2 separate regions of the Ovis aries genome follow, and region 2 is linked to region 1. The links are chromatin contacts, called in public Hi-C maps. All regions are on one chromosome and are shown on one strand. The core of a region is the stretch at or near the end of the contact, and the rest is flanking DNA. Distances in the headings are between cores, read along the strand shown. Region 1 overlaps RIN3 (Ras and Rab interactor 3). Region 2 holds the start of LGMN (legumain).

What was found. Hi-C and Micro-C count contacts between places; a contact is called where the count stands out from the background.
Region 2: a contact with region 1 is called in a Hi-C map of liver, with 2.6 times the contacts expected there. The contact joins the promoter of LGMN here to the enhancer-like site in region 1. A contact is called at or near these places in 5 of 16 Hi-C or Micro-C datasets (hypothalamus, liver, mesenteric adipose tissue and 2 more).

Annotation. Positions count from the first base shown.
Region 1 is chr18:55,186,701-55,192,232 of ARS-UI_Ramb_v3.0, forward strand. RIN3 (Ras and Rab interactor 3) reads left to right here. Exons shown (of 10, transcript XM_027957334.3): 10 at 661-1,857. The coding sequence ends at 981. Among named protein-coding and RNA genes, the nearest start is that of TRNAY-GUA, 4.6 kb to the right of the region's middle. Within about 2 kb of position 2,776, at least 18 of the 54 cell types and tissues checked have an H3K27ac peak or open chromatin away from gene starts, as enhancers often do. A contact at or near this core is called in hypothalamus, liver and tail adipose tissue, where this site is marked.
Region 2 is chr18:55,232,694-55,237,984 of ARS-UI_Ramb_v3.0, forward strand. LGMN (legumain) reads right to left here and starts at 1,664. Exons shown (of 14, transcript XM_042235389.1): 1 at 1,372-1,664.

The DNA of each region.
Region 1 (5,532 bases), core at 1,526-4,025:
ATTCAAAGCCAGGCAGGGACTCCTTCCACGGTCTCCGGTGGACTCAGGTGTGAATGTGCTGTTTTCTGCAAACACTCTCCATCTTTTCCCCCCAAGTCTTCTCCCCCGCCCTTCCCTGCCAGCCTGTTCCTCCTGGGAACACCACCCCTTCCATCCCCAGGCCCCTCCAGCCCTAGGGCCTGAAGAACTGTTCAGCCTGCCTTAGCTGCACCAGCTAAGCCATGGAATGCTGGGGGTGGGTCTGAATCTTTGATTTTATTTATGCTGCCCCGTGTGCCCAGCAGAGTGCCTGGAATGCAGGGGAAGAAGAGAAAGTGAAAAATAAGATTTTTTCAGTGACGGCAAGCCCGTGGACTGGCCACCAGGGGGCGCGCTCACTCCTTGTGTCCAGGCCAAGACTGACCCAGTGAGAGCTGAGGCTCAGAGAGGGAGGGTCTTTGCCTGAGGTCACACAGCAGGGTCAGCCGCAGGTGCCCCGACGGCCAGCCTCACGACCCCTCCTGCCATCCATCCGCTGTCTATGGAGAGGAATCGGGGGGCCCAAAGAGGACAAGGCCACGCAGCTTCTCCTGTCCAAGCTCCCAGCATCAGGGCAGGGGTGAGACAGGACGTGGGCTTGGCCCAGCCGGTAACCGTGACCCCCTCCGTCTCTCCCCGCAGGACTTTATCTGCGTGTCGTATCTGGAGCCGGAGCAGCAGTCGCGGACGCTGGCATCGCGGGCGGACACGCTGGCTGAGGCGCTGTGCGCCCAGTGTGCGGAGAAGTTCGAGGTGGTGCAGCCGCAGGACTACCGGCTCTTCGTGCTGGTGGACGGCCGCAGCTTCCAGCTGGCCGACGAGGCGCTGCCGCACCGCATCAAGGGCTACCTGCTGCGGAGCGAGCCCAAGCGCGACTTCCACTTCGTGTACCGGCCCCTGGACGGCGGCGGGGGCAGCGGAGGCCCGCCCTGCCTGGTGGTGCGCGAGCCCAACTTCCTGTGAGCCCGGGGCCGCGGCCCCTCCGACGGCAGTGTCCACCCAGGCGGGGACGCTGGCAGACCGGCCCGCACCCTCGACCCCCACACTCACACTCAGACGCACCCACTCACACATGCACACGCACAGACACTTGCGCGCGCGCGCGCGTGCACACACACACACTCCCAACAGGGATGCCCACACGTTGCCCCGTGCTTGCAGCCTACTGAGCGTGCCTCGGCCACCGTGGCAGGACCATTGTATAAACAACGTGATCCGTGGCCCCAGCGTGCTCCCAGTAGGAGGGCGGGAGCCGGGAGAGGCCACATGCTTCATTAGGCAGAAAGGGAAACGGAAACTCAGAAAGGACCCTCCAGCCCCCTGCAGCACACAGAGCCCCAGCTCGCTCGGCCCCTGTTCACACACAGCCCCTCAGGCCAGTCCGTCTGTCCCGCGCCTCGGGCCCCCGCACCCCATGCCCACCCGATCCGATCCCCAGCCTTTCACCGGGAGGGCTCAGGTTTTCCCAAGACCGTCCTCAGGAGGAGTGGCCTGGCCACAGCTGCCCCGCCCCCCCGGAGCTGGAATGTGTTGGACTCGCCCAGCATCTCAGGAGCATCTCAGGGTGCTGAGGGGACAGGCCCCTCACCCCTGCCTCAGAGCCAACCCTCAGCCATCGGCCGGCTCCGTGCTGCCGGTAGCTCCCCAGCCCCTCCGGAAGCAGCCAGGTGTACAACGGGACCTCCGAGCGAGGCCAGCTTCACAGCTACGTGAACGAGCCCAGCCTTGGCCACGGGGGACATTGTCCAGGGCCCTCTCCTTCGTGGGCACCCCAGGACTGTGGCATTCAAGGCAAGAGACACTGTGTGGGGAGTGTTTTAATAAAAGTCCTTTTGAAAATGGCATCTTCGTTTCTCAAAGGGCTAGATCTCTGCTCAGGCAGCTAGGCCCCCCCCCACCACCACCAACAGCCTAATCCCCCTCCAAGGTGGGGTTCAGAAAAGCATCTCCTTTCCACTGAGCGCCCTGGTTTCTTTTGTTTTGTTGTTTTTGGCAGAATCTATAGGTTCCTCAAGTGGCACTAGTGGCAAAAAAAACCTGCCGGCCAGTGCAGGAGACAAACGAGTTCAATCTCTGGGTTGGGAAGATCCCCTGGATGAGGGCATGGCAACCCACTCCAGTGCTCTTGCCTGGAGAAAGAATCGCCATGGACAGAGGAGCCTGGCCGGCTACAGTCCATAAGGTCACAAAGCGTCGGACACAGCTGAAGCGACTTGGCACACACACAACATACTCTCAGGGCCCTGGGCCCCGTCTGCCCCTCAGCCTGGGCATTTCCTCTTCCTAGCACCCACACTTCACATCATTCCTGCCTCTGTTGCCTATCACAGCAATACAATTCTGTACAATCTTTGCCTGGTCAAACTCTTTATTTTTCCCTAAAAGCCCATCTCCAGAAAGCCTTCTCTGACTTCCTGCGCTGCTGGCCAGATAGTCCTTGTCCATGTCCTCCAGCCCTGTGGGCTCATCTCTGTCACAAGAGATAGCTCATCCAATTGCATCTGTCTGTTGACACTTCTGCTTTCTCCACCAGATTTGGACCCTTCCTGTCTGTGTCCCCAGCATTGATTAAAAATATGTTTGCTGAGTGCCTGTTCAATGTCAGCACTCTTCTAGGCCCTGGGAGACAGTAGAGAACAAATCAAATGCAGCCCCAGCCTTCATGGCAGTGAGCCGTGCCCACGGGGCAGGGCGGCTGGACTTCCCTGGATTATATTGCTGGGAAGCAGCCAGCTCATTCAGCTGATCAACAAACATCTGTCTGACTGTGGCTCCGGGCCAGCCCTGTGGCAGATGCAGGGATTGCTCCAGGATGCAGGCAGCCAGCCCTGGACTTTCCAGGCTTTGTAACAGACATGAGAAAACAGGCAAATACCCAGAAGCTGAGGTTAGCCAGCCATGATCCCAGGTTGCCCTTGCCTCTGCCACCTCCCTGCCCACCCCCTGGCACAGGCATTGTCCCCTTCCTGATCTTCCGATGCTCCCTGCAGCCCGAAGCTGAGCTGGCTGTGCTGCTTCGGTCCCCAGCTGTAAGGTAGGGTGCCCACTGCCTCCCACTAGGCCTGAGACTGGTGGGGATGGGTCAGATGGAGGTCCATTTACCCAAGCACCCTCTTGTCCAGTGGGGCCCAAACTTGGGGTGGGGTTGGAATTCAGAGGGTGGATTGGGCACCAGTCCAGCCCTGGTGGGAGGCAGGGGGGTCTTCTGTCCAGCTCCCAGGGAATGGGCAGAGCCAGTCAGTGACCTGGACCAGGAGCACCACTGTAAGAACCCCACGTGTGTGTGTGCATGTGTGCTCAAGCGTGGGGCCCCTCCCGTCAGGAGAAGCCAGAGAGCAGGATGGATGGGGCTACCTGGATCCTGTGGTCTGGAGGCCTCTGTCCGCAGTGGGGTGTGCAGGCCTGATCCAGGATCAAGAAAACAGGGCCGTGCAAGAGCTGAGCCCTCATGAGTGCCTGGCACTGGTCAGTGACTCCTCTTGTGATATTTATGGATGAGAAGGTGAAGGCTCAAAGAAACGGGGAGAATTAGTCTGCTCCAGTGACCTTAACAAAAGTACCACTGATGGGCCAGCTTAAACAGCATTTATTTTCTCACCATTCTGGAGCCTGAAGTCTCGAATCGGCTGGTTTTTCCTTGGCTTGCAGACAGCTGCCTGCCCACACAGCCTTCTTTCTGGGCCTGAGCACCCCTAATCTCTTCTTAGAACGCAGGTCCTATTGGAGCAGGGCACAGCTGTGTGATCTCACGTTACCTTTAGTAACCCTTTAAGGCCCTGTCTCCCAAATGCGGGCACATTCTGAGATGTGGCTTGGGGCTTCAGCACATGAGCTTGGAGGGGACACAATTTAGCCCGTAACAACAGGGTGACTTGCCCAAGATCACACAGCTGGTTAGAGGCCAGAGTGAGGTTTGAACTCAGAGCTGACCTACCCCAAAATTCAGGGCTCTCTTTACCCCACATGGCACCCCAAGTGACCTGCTTGTAGAAAACCAAAGTCAGATAAGCCTCACCTGCCAGATCCACTCCTGAGCTTGCCTGAGGGTATGGTGAGCATCACAGGGCTGACTTGACCCAGAGGTCCAAGATGCAAGTGAAGCGACCTGGCCCCTCCACTGGCCCCTAGCAAGGAATCAGTGTGTCCAAGGTTGACGGGGTCACAGGCTGTGGCATAGAGCAGGGGCTGGGCTTTGTCTCATCCCTGGCATTCGTGCCCTGTGCTCTTGGCCGGCTGGCTCCTCCCTCTGCTTTTACTGGCCTCTCCCCTGGGCCAACGGTGCTGAGAGAAGCTATGAGAACATCTGCGGAGACCAGGACACAGCCAGGCCCTACAGCTCCTCCGTCCCCAGGTCCTAGCAGTGACAGCTGGGTGCAAAGCCCTGCCCATCATGAGCAGTCCCAAACCCGCCCTGCAGACACCTGGCCCATCATGGCCTCACAAGACCTTAACGTGTTGCACTGCGTTCTCCCTAGTTAGGAGCAGGTTTCCGCTGGGGAACAAAGGACCAGCCTGCAGAGGAAGTGGGCAGAGAGAAGCGGGGGGCCCTGAGTCGGGGAGGGACAGAGAGAGGCAGGGAGGGTCTTGTGGGTGCAGAGGAGACGCGCCCCCTCCCCCTCCCCCCACAGCCCATTTCGCCGGTTTGCAGATGTGGGCACTCTGTGAGCACTCAGCTGGCCTGAATCCAAGAACTGGCCACCTCCTTTTCTTCCAGGTCATCTGGCCTGGAAAGCGGGGAGCAGCTGGGCAGGAACCAGGCCCTCCTTTCGCAGGAAGGTCATATGGTGCCTGGCTCTGGGGAGGAAAGCTCTGACTCACAGTGGCCATGAGTTTGCCTCATCCCCAGATGTCACGCTATTTGCTGGAAGACAGCGGTTTCCTAGGAATGCCCTTCCAGGAAACATGTCTTTGCAGCTGACACAACCCTAGGCCAAAAGGGAACTCAAATCTGGCTTCCAAGTCAGAAAATCTGTTCAACTGGAAGGCGGGAGGAACCTCAACTGGTTGTCAGGAGACCTGGGTCCCAGGCCAGCTCTGAGCCCTCAGTGAGATGCTTCACATCTTTGGGCCTCAGTATCCCTGTTCTTAAAATAAGAATGATTCTTCCCCCATCTCCCAGGCATGTCTCAGGGATCACACCAGCTCTTGGGTGGGAGCAGGCAGGCAAAGCCTCAGATCTTTTGGTAAAGGGAGATAAATTCAGAGTTAGACATAAGGGCAGGGAAGTTGTTCACAGCCAAGGTTCCATGGCTGAAGGGACCAGGGAGTTAAAACCCAGGCTGGGCTCCACTTGTCACCTGGCACAGGACTGTGCCCACCTGGAGAAAGGGACACCTTTTCTACATCGTCATATGGTCTATAGCAGGGGTCCTCAACCTCCGGGCTGTGGACCAGTACCTGCTGTCAGATCAGTGGTGGCATTAGATTAGAAATAAAGCGCACAATAAATGTAGTGCCCTTGAATCATCCCCAAACCATCCCAACCATCCTCCCCATCCCCACTCCATGGAAAAA
Region 2 (5,291 bases), core at 414-2,913, 45 kb after region 1:
AATACTAGGTATGGTGTTCACTTACTTAAGAGTTCACAACCTTTTATTCATCTCTCCTCTCATTCAAATGCAATTGTCTTTAAAATCCTCAGCAATTCTCCTGGCAATTACTGCAATGAGCTCCCTGGTGTGGCCTCTTTCCAACACTTTTCCACATTAGAGAGTATCTAAGGTACACACTGGGCTTCCCTCGTGGCTCATTGGTAAAAAACCTGTCCAGCAATGCAGGAGACTCGGGTTCTATCCCTGGGTTGGAAAGATCCCCTGGAGAAGGAAATGGTAACCCACTCCAGTATTCGCCCTTGGGAAATCCCATGGACAGAGGAGCCTGGCTACAGGCCATGGGGTCACAAGAGAGTCCAACACAACTTCACGACTAAACAATAGCAACAACAAAGATACACATCTACTAAATTTGGTTTCTAGGGCTTTCAGGGCAAAATCCAAGTCTCTTACTGCAGCACAAGAGGCTTGCAAGATGCGCCTCTCTTGTTTTCCACTATCCACAAGAAATCCCTTGCTCCAACCAGGCTCAGGACTCCGGGTCCAAAATCAGTGCTCTTTTCCTGCCTTCATCATGCTATTTTCCAGGCGAAATGCTCTTCTCTTTCATCTCACTAGCTCCTGCCCATCCCTCAAACTCCATTCAATTATTCCCTTCTCTGCAAAGTCTTACCTCTTCCCACAAGCAGGGTTACATGCTGCCCCTGGAACACTGGAATGGTTCATGATAAACTGCCTCTCCCCTTTATGAAATAATCCCTGCTTTAAAAACTTAGTAAGGCTCAACCAATGTTTGCGAACTAATGCAGTAAAGACATTACTGCCTGGAGCAAAGAGAGCTGGGCCATGCCACTCACTACATACCACAGGGCAAGTCTCAAACCATGGACATTTATTTTCACAAAATTTCCTTCTCCCAGCCCCTATATTCTTGGCCCTGAATACCACGTGGGTAAAACCTCAACCCTAATGGAAGTAGGGGACCAAATCCTGCTAACTTTCACTTCCATGGTTCACGTGAATCATCCTGTTAACTCCCACCAGCTCAAACCTATGAGAAGTGGCACTTTTATGATTTCTCAGAAGGGATGTTTTTATACCTTTGGGTATATTTGCTGTTGTGGTTAACATAACCCCTTCCCCCTTAGGCTACCAAGAACTAACTGGAAACAGATGCAGCCTCAGCATTACAAACCTCAACAACCTGAATTGTTTCTAGATTGTTAAGACAGGACACAAGAGACCCCTCCTGGCATTCCCTGGCTATAGGACCTTAGCAAATGTGCTGTCAACTCGCGCCTGTTTCTGCTCTCGGAGGAGCCTGGGCTTCCAGCCAGAGCTCGCGCAACAAAAGGAGCCCCAACTCACCAACCCCACGGGATGCAAGGCTAAGAGAGGTCATCGGAAGTCATCGTTTGCCGAAAACTCCCTTTCGCCCGATGAGAAATGGATTTACGCAAAAAAAAAAGGCCGGGGAAACTGAAAATCCCAGCCATGAAGCCAAGATCTGCGGCAAACGGGCGACTCTGGTCCGGGGCGTTGGGCCGGGCCCCAGTACCCTGCCAGGGATATTGATTACCTGCTGAGGGACCGTGGGAAACCCTCGCGGTGCGCAGCCTCAGAGAAGTCAGCCGCCCGCGTCCTCCCGGCACAGATTGCTGAGCTGGGTCCTAGCTCCTTGCTTTGAGGGTTGGCTGCGCCGCGGCGATTGGCCGACCTTCGGGGAGGAGCGTCTTCGAAAGCCAATGGGAGGCGAGAACGAGACCTGAGAGTCGCAGGAACTACAAGTCCCAGCGAGCCTCCGCTGGGCCTTCTGATCCCAGAGGGCAAAGAAACGCAGGGAAAAAGGTATCCAGTGAATTAGGGCAGGATGGGGTGAGGGTGGGAGGGTGGTTCTGACGTGTGTGGAACCAGGGGCGCAGTGATTCCCCGGAAGGATCGATCCCCAGCGCGCTAAGCCGTTTAACACTCTGCATCTAAACTTGTACACAAATTAGAACCACGTAGGATGGTAGCTTCGTAGGTACTGATGCCTCCGCCTCACCCTAAAGATTTTGAGTTCTTTGGTTGGTCCGCCTGTCGCCTGGGTTTTGAAGTCTTTAAGGAGCCCCAGGTGATAGGATGTGCAGATCCGTTTCATCCTGGTAACAACCCTAGGAGAAGAAGGCACTTGTTAATGTCACCCCAGCTTTACACACAGGGCAAGTAAGGAAAGTTATGTCAGGGAGGTTAATTTTCGGAAGATCACATACCTCTGAAGTGGCAGAGCCAGAATTCGGAGCCAGGCAGTCTAGTTCCAGAATCCGGTGCTTTTTATCCGTATGCTACTTCTCAAACATTTGGTATTATCTCACAGGGAGAGAAAAGTAAAATACTATACATACAAGTACCGTGGTGTGGAGCTGAGAAAGTTGAGTTGAATGGAGTTACTATGAGGGAATAAGTCCCGTCCTGCCCAAGGACATCGAGCACAAAATATATAGGACTTACATTCATGGGTTGTCTCCTTTCATCTTTTTTGTTTCGGCTGTGTTGGCTTGTGTCAAATTAGTTGCCCCACTGTTGCAGGAAAGGGGACCCCTACCAGGGCCCGAAACTAACACTCGGAAATGAATTGTCCAAGGAAACACATCTGCTGACAAAGCAAGAGATTTTATTGGGAAAGGGCACCCAGGTGGAGAGCAGTAGGGTAACAGGAGAACAGCTTTGTCACATGGCTTGCAGTCTTGGGTTTTACAGTGATGGGATTAATTTCTGGGTTGTCTTTAGCCAATCATTCTGACTCAGAGTCCTTCCTGGTGGTACACACCTTGTTCAGCCAAGATAGATGCCAGAGAGAAGGATTCTGGGAGGTAGACATGTGGTGTCTCTTTTGACCTTTCCCGAACTCTTCCAGTTGGTGGAGGCTTATTAGTTCCAAGTTCCTTACCAGGACCTCCTGTCATAAAACAACTCATGCAAATGGTTACTGTGGTGCCTGGCCAGGGTGGGTGGCTTCAATCAGTGTGATTCCCTTAACACCACCACAGTTTAACTCAGGTCCTCAGCAGTGAAAGCAGAGTCCTAATCACCGGACCACCAAGGAACGCCCTGATGTCCTTTTATAATTTTTTGTTTTAACTGCAAATCATGGGTCTGTGTACCACCCTAGGCCTACTGCCAATTTTGTGACTAAAAGTCCAGAGGAACACACCCACACCCATTGGTGTAGGTATGACTGGGAGAACAAGGCAGAGATGAGCTATTGTAGGAGAGACCGTGTGGCCCACAAAAGAATGTGTATACTGTGTGACCATTTACAGAAAAAGCTTACCCACCCTGAGTTAAGTACTTGGCCCAAGATCACAGCTTGGAAGTGACCAGGGCTTCAAGTCCAGGTCTGTCCAAGCCTAAAGTCAGTTCTCATGACCACTGTGCTTTCACAGTCTTCCTCAATGGAGAGCATAAATGTTTTGTGCCAGGTGTATGGGCTTTAGAAACGTTCACAACCCAAAAGTTGAGTGTGGAGGAGCTGGAAGTCTTTAAGCAAATACTGAAAATGTATTTGCTCCACTCATGGTGAAGGATGGAAGCTGGAACGAGCATAACAAAGGGTTATGAGGGTTCATTGAGTGCCCAAGGCTGGGAACGGATCATGAAGGGTCATATATGTCTGGCCTTGAGGCATTCAGAGGCTTCCTCCTGACCGCCTGTTTCTGGGAGCAAGGACTGTTGTTTCATGGTAAGACTCCCTTTAGAGTTTCGCCAAAGGTATGTTATGTCTTGGACGGTGAGAACTGTATTTTATGCTTGAATGCTTTGATGTTTTATCGAGAAAGGCTATGTGCAAGTCTGCTTTATGCTCTGCTCCCTGAGACCATATATCTGCAAAGCTGTATAATAAAATTTGTCAGTCCACTAGAGGCTGTCCCTGAATGTCTTTTCAGAGCGCAGTTCTCCGAGCCTTACAGTTGAGGATTATGCTTTATTCAGTGGGAATTTTTAAGACTTCGAGTCCAGGGGATAGCATCACAAGTAACCCTGAGAGAAGTGCTTCAAGGAGGAGCCAGGCTATATAGAAGTTTTGCAATAAAGGACAAGTTGTCTGAACATAAAAAGGTTATTGTTAAAGAAAACCAGATAACCCAAGTTAAGCAATTTAGCACCTTTCTAGGTATGGGAAGATGCAAGCGTCTGGACTCACTGAAATCAGTTCTTTGATGTTGCACCTCACTCAGCACAGTATACTGTTTTCACATCCTGAGCTTCCTCGGGGCTCACCATAGGGAGTGGCTGCTGTCTGATGTCTGCTGGATGGCAGGTATTTTTCCCTTCCTGGGTTCCCTCAGGGCTCACCAGCTCACCATCTGTAGTGGCTGGATTGCTGTGACGTGACATCCATATTTACTGATGTGTTGTGTCAGGAAATATTCCATTTCTCAGATGTAAATGAGCATGGAGAGAAATAGGAATCGGTTCCTTACACTTGAGAACTTACTGTCTAGTAAGAAAGGCAGAGCATCCTTAACCACTCCCTCTGTTCACCCAAAATAAATGGCAACCTCTGGCTGGTTAGGCTTTCACACTTGGAATGGAATGAATGTGGTGGCTTGGTGCCAGGCATGTTTAGGCAAACAAAGGGCCCAGGGTAGTCCCCCCGAGTCTTCCTCAGCAGCAGTGTGGGCTCAGAGCTCAGAGTTGGAACAAGAGAAGGTGACTGAAAATTGAGGGGTCCCTGGTGTTGGTCAGATGAGCCTCAGAAGATGCTGTAAGGTGGCTAACCTAGGCCAGCTATGGGGAGGAGGCTGAGACGCAAGAGGCTTGGCATGGGAACTTGGACATGGTGTGCTCTCTCATCAAGTTATCTGGATCCAAATTCCAGTTTTACCATTTATAAGCTGTGTGACCTAGGTAAGTCACTTAGCATCTCAGTGCCTGGGTTTCTTCAACTGTCAAACGGGGAGGGTGAGGGGTAGGGGGAAAGCACCCAGACTTCCCTGGTGGTCCAGGGGCTAAGATTTCACACTACCAGTCTCCCAGTGCAGGCGGCCCAGGCTCCATCCCTGGTCAGGAAACTGAATCCCACGTGAGGCAACTAAGACCTGGTGCAGCCAAATAAATAAATAAAAGAATTTTAAAAAGAAAGAAAGAAAGAAAAAACAGTACCTACTTCATAAGATCTCTCTGAGAATTAAATTAATCCAGTACTTAGCACCAAGTAAATGCCCTATTAATATTAGCTACTCACTGTGTTAATAAGGTGCCTATAGCTGCTGAGCTATGAATTAAGACTCCCAATGAGGAAAAGA